2 separate regions of the Anas platyrhynchos genome follow, and region 1 is linked to region 2. Evidence: chromatin contacts called from public Hi-C data. All regions are on one chromosome and are shown on one strand. The core of a region is the stretch at or near the end of the contact, and the rest is flanking DNA. Distances in the headings are between cores, read along the strand shown.

Evidence for each region. Hi-C and Micro-C count contacts between places; a contact is called where the count stands out from the background.
Region 1: a contact with region 2 is called in a Hi-C map of subcutaneous adipose tissue, with 2.3 times the contacts expected there. The contact joins two enhancer-like sites. A contact is called at or near these places in 2 of 8 Hi-C or Micro-C datasets (F1 follicle and subcutaneous adipose tissue).

The regions. Positions count from the first base shown.
Region 1 is chr11:13,442,799-13,445,498 of IASCAAS_PekinDuck_T2T, forward strand. No RefSeq gene overlaps it. Among named protein-coding and RNA genes, the nearest start is that of ADPGK, 13 kb to the right of the region's middle. Within about 2 kb of position 1,398, at least 2 of the 8 cell types and tissues checked have an H3K27ac peak or open chromatin away from gene starts, as enhancers often do. A contact at or near this core is called in subcutaneous adipose tissue, where this site is marked.
Region 2 is chr11:13,183,264-13,185,963 of IASCAAS_PekinDuck_T2T, forward strand. It overlaps NEO1 (neogenin 1), which reads right to left. Exons shown (of 28, transcript XM_027465579.3): 19 at 15-122. Among named protein-coding and RNA genes, the nearest start is that of NEO1, 160 kb to the right of the region's middle. Within about 2 kb of position 1,413, at least 1 of the 8 cell types and tissues checked has an H3K27ac peak or open chromatin away from gene starts, as enhancers often do. A contact at or near this core is called in subcutaneous adipose tissue, where this site is marked.

The DNA.
Region 1 (2,700 bases), core at 148-2,647, 260 kb after region 2:
ATGGAACCAAAGGTCTAAATACAGAAGGGGAAATGGGTGAGTTTATTGATTGGGAACGCTTGGTTTTGCTTGGTTTTGCCCAAGATGTGAGTTAAATAGAAGGGGCTGCCAGAGCTGGAGGATGGCAAAGGGCAGGGGATAAGGGGAGATGCTCTCGCCTTCGCCACGCTTCCTGCCACCCGTTGGCACCGCGCCGCCTCCTGCCAGCCCGCACAGGTGGGACTCCAAATCCGCGAACGGGGCGCCGCGGGGCTGCTCCGGGGGGATCAGCCATGCGACTGCTGTCGCCACAGGGATAATGAAAGGTATCTAGGCTAGCAGAGAGGGCAGATGGAGGCAAAGCTGCAGCCAGCAATCTGTGTGCACACAGCGACCAACCCACTGCTCCCTGTCCACGGGATCCCCATAATCTCCCAAGGCAGACCTGCTGTTACAAACGCTCTCATCACTAACGCAGCGGGGGCAGCTAAGCAGAGAGAGTGAATGATCTAGCAGGGGGTTAATAAAAGGACTGACGCAGAACAAAAAAGCCTGTCAGACACCATAAGATGTGCTCTCCACCCCTTCCACCCCTAAGGAAATTAAAAATTGTAGCCTGTGGTGTACACCGTTTGCTCAGCGGGACTGGACGGGGCAATGGGATGTGGAAGGGTGGGACGGGAAGGGGAAGGCTGGGAGTCAAATCTTTGTCAGGGCTGTTCTTTCTGAGGCTATATATCAAGCGTCGCTTTTCTAAAGGACCAGGTTCAAACCTGATGGGACCAAGCCACGTTTCTGTGTGCTGCTGCCAGCAGCTCATCCTGGAGAGTCAGCTGGATCCTGCCAGGCTGCTCTGCCTGAAACCAAAGTCCACGCTCGCATGTTTCCATGGAAATGGGAAGAGAACAAATGCCTCTGACATGACACCCCTTTTCTGATGTAGATTTGGACCATTTCTAGCATTCCTTCCTACCAAAACCCTTCAGGACTGGATATTTTGCAGCCAGGAGGAAAGGGAAAAAAAACATAATCCTATGAAAGAAAACGCACCAAGCTTTCTGGTGAGCAGCAACGGAACTCTAAAGCACATTAATCTACTGAAAACACCCTTTGAGGCGAACAGAGCTCTCTTCTCACACGCACTAAGCACAGCTCTGTAATTCACAGGCTCCTTCTTTCGTACAAGTGCTTGGCGACGAGCTCTTCCCTCTCCTCTTCAGGCTGTTTGGTGCAAAGTTTCCAGAACCATTCCCCCCCTCCAAAGGAACGAAATCCCCGGGCTCCCAGGCGAATCCCCCGCTGCCGATTCCTGCCCGTTATTGTCTGCTTTGCCCTGTGCATTGTCTCCAGCCTCCGCTCACAGCTCTGCAGGCAGGCAGGAGCAGCCGGGCTGCGCAGCACAGGCCCGCAGCGCCCTCTCCCGCGGGCCAGCCCGTGCGGCGCCGCACAGCCAGCCAAGGGGCGCTGCGGCACCCACAGCACCGGGTGCGTACGGCCCAGGAGCCCTGCTTGGGTTCGGGGTGCTGCCCCAGTCCCAGCTCCCTGCCTGGTAGGCGAGCTGCTGGGTGTCTCTCACCAGGCAGAGCTGGCGTTTCACAAGGGCTGATGGCTGCAGCACCCAAAATAGCAGTAACTTCCCCGCACCTTGAGCCAAGGCCTGAGGCATTTTGGCAAGCGAAGGCAGAAATCCGTGCCGGAGCACTGCTTTCTATCAACTGCTGGGCACTTCAGATAAAGGCGAGCCCTGCTCACAGAGGTTTGCCAGGGGCCTGAGCTTGGCACCAGAGGAGCGTGGAGTGCTCAGTGCCCCAGGTCTGACTGCATCTCACAGCAGGGACAACTCCCCGCGCTGTTACTCCCCGTGCGGTTACTCCCTGAGCTGCTCAAGCCCTGCTCAAGCCCCTCACACCAGGAGCCCCAGCAGCCGGCTCCTGCCCACCCCAGGATCTGCACCTCCCATCCTGGTGGCACAGGAGCATTGCACACTTTGGGAGAAGAAATAGGAGAGGTCTTTTGCAGAGCCAAAGGTAAAACAATGACAAGTTTGGTTCCATAGGGAGCTTGCCTGGATGGTTTGGGATTATTATCATTTTAAAGGACAAGTGCTGGAAGCCAAGGGTATGAATGAAGGAGCTTCATGAATACAGATATGCTGCACGGATAGAATAAATAAAGCTCATCTACAGTCGCCGTTTCTCTTTCCAAGTGGGTGAAGACAAAGTATGCCACCCCAGGAGATCCAGAAGAGGATCAGACCTTGTCAACAGAGGCTGGACATTAAACAGTGCCTGAGATGGCAGGCCTGCTAGAAGCAGCTGGCTGAGTGCTTCCCTGCTATCAGAAGTGACGTGCCGGGGAAGTCAGCCTTCCTCTACGAGGAGCAACGCTCCCAGGAAGCAACAGATTTCTAGCCGGCACAAAAACACTTGCAAAGCAGAAGCACTTCTCCCTGACCTCGCTGCGAGGGACTGCAGAAGGTCCTCAGAGTCCCAGCCAGCGGGGTCGCAGACCTGGCAGGGCATTCAGCACCATACTGTGGTTGCTGGAATGAACAGTTAGCAAAACGAGTTAAAAAGGGGAAATTAAAAAAAAGGATTTCAGTTGACCTGAATATTTCACTTGTCCTAAGAGAAAATGAGAAGCACAGGGCTGCGCATGAGCGAGAAGCAGCAGCTCTGGCCACACAGCGCTTTGTGGGGTCTCAGCCTTGCTCTCCCCACC
Region 2 (2,700 bases), core at 163-2,662:
CACGCAAACTGCACCTGTAATTTTGCCATTGGCTTCGGACGGAGGCTGCCAGTTAACAATTATTGTCCGAGGTTTTCCCTCTTTGCTCACCACAGTCACATCTTTGGGAGGAGAAGTAGGAACTGCAAAGAAATGAGAAACAGGTTATCAGAAACAGTTTGCCCAATTTCACTGGATGTAAGTAATCTCAGCACCTTCACTTTTTATTAGAAGAAAGGCACGTGCAACAATAAAAACCCTGAACATTCACAGTCTTCAGATAAATCCACTATACCAGTGCAGTGGTCTTACTGATTTACTCCATTAAACTGGCAAATGCCATCTGGTGCGCAGTATTTCCTTTTCATGGCAAGTTACCTGATTCTAAAGCCTTTCTGTCACCAGATGCTGTGATTCATGATTGAGCTCATCTATCTTCAAAATCACATCGTCTTCAGAGAACTCTAGTAGTTGGGGTTAGTGACTTCTAACATGAATTTGTTTGCTCATCAGAAAAACTGCATGAACTTGTGGAATAAACACATTTTATAGACACAGGCCTATGAAATATCTCCATATTTTCAGGTTTATAGTGGGACCAAGACCCAGCAATGCAAATTTGCCACTCAAATCTGAATCAGCAAAGTAAATCCACCAGAGGTTTAGAAGTGTAGCCAGTAATTCTCAACTTACTTTACTGAACATTTATTTGTGATTTGCAAGGAAACCTGCACCACAAAAGCATGTCCAATCCAGAAATACTGGCAGAACACACCTGTCCAACCTTGCTCCTTGAGTTACCAGAGAGCAAAACTGGGAGTGGGAGAGAGGGAGAGCTTTCTGTTCCCATCAGCCCCTCCTGCCTAAAACTCAGGAAATGGCACAAACCACTCCAGCGAAAGACTGAAACCTGAGACCTTTCTCCCTGCACACTCAAATATCCAGCTGGGGCTTGGATTAATGGCTTTCAAATGCACAGAGCCCATGTCTCCAAAGGTGCATTAACCAGCTACAGTTTGGAATGCCACATTATGAAAAACATGAAAACTTTTAATTAGGTAACTTTTAGCAAAGTATATTTACCTTGGATATTTAATACTGTAATAGTAACATTTAGCGCTTACACAGTGCTTTCCATGTTTAAAGAGCTTTATGTATACTACTTATTAGAAATTAATTTGCACATCCTCTGAGGTGGCTACCTATTATCCCAATGCAGAATAATAGGTGAAAACCAGTGATGGCAAAAGAGATTCAAAAGTTCCTGTAATCATTATCCTAGATACTTAAAAGCATGCTCCACAGAAATGATGTAAAGCACTACTCAAGGCCCTAGAGTTAGCTTCAAAGAAAAAATAAACCTCAGGACTAGCCCTCAAGAGATTAGTAATGCAGAGAACAACACTGAAACCAGTTATCCTGTATTTTTCTTCAGTCTTAGTTGAGGAGCAAGTCCTGTACAACGCTGCAAGTCATGAGTATTCAAAAATAATGAGTCACACACTCAGGAATTTGGCGAGTAATATAAATCACAAGATCCGTTATGAGAAAATATATTTAGCTTTTGCTTTTTTTTTTAGTTTGCCTCTTAGTTCCCAAGCTTTTAGGTCACATTTACAAATATTCCTTACAAGCACCCCAACTAGAAATGCACACTATTTAAATTGAAGAAATGTAACTGCCTCTATCTCACCCTTGCTCCTGCACTTTGAGTTTCAAATTCTCTTCAAAGAACTTTATCTGTGCAACTTTTACAATCCCTGCACAGAGTTATGGATGAGAACAGTGTGTGTACTAAATACAGTTCGAACACTGGATGTGCCTAGCAATCAGAAGGGGAAGCGAGCCTCCATGCAGACCTGGGCTAGTTCCACAGCTCTGACATTCTGTTTTTGGGGGAGTGCATTCTGACAAAGCCACGTATCTCTGGGCAAACACATCACTCTCACCAAAAACGAAGACAATGTTCTCAACAGCAACTGATGCTCACTAAGGGTTATGGGACTTCAGAATAAGTTAGGAGCTTTCTGATTTCATCTTTTTCTTAATCCTTCTTTAGAATACTTGGATGACCTGACCAATTCTTTACATACTTGACTTTCTGCTGTACTTTAATCTAGTCTGAGAACTGCAGGGTAATTTTAATAGGCTCTTTTTTGTCCCTACTCTTCAAATAAACAGAAACACCAGCATAATGAACAGTAAATTCAACTACGCAAAGATCATTTCACACTGTGGGATGATGGGGGCTAATGAGGGACAGGTCAGGAGAGGTTCTGGAGCTCCCAGATATTCACAGGGCCCCAAGTTCCTCCCAGTGGCTACAAACCCTCTCCTGCTCTCTACTTGGAGAGTGCATCACTTCCACAGCTCTGGGAAGTGCAATGCCTATTCACGTTGAAGAATGATTTAGGGTTGATTTGGATGTCTTAATTTTTATTGGGATTTTGGTTTTGATTCATTTGTCTCATGCACTTCCTCACTGTAATAATAATCATCATCATGATACTGAATTTAAATTATTACTTGCTAAATTATTTTGTTTGTATGCTTCTTTATTCTCTCCTGCCTGTGAACTGTGGTACATTATTCATTACTTCTCTGTAATTTGATGTAAATTCTTTTGCATGCAATCATCCCTTTGAATTTTGGAGTATGTTTTTCTTTTTTAATCAGAATTTCTGACCAAACTAGAAAGAACCCCCCAGCAAGTACTCCTCA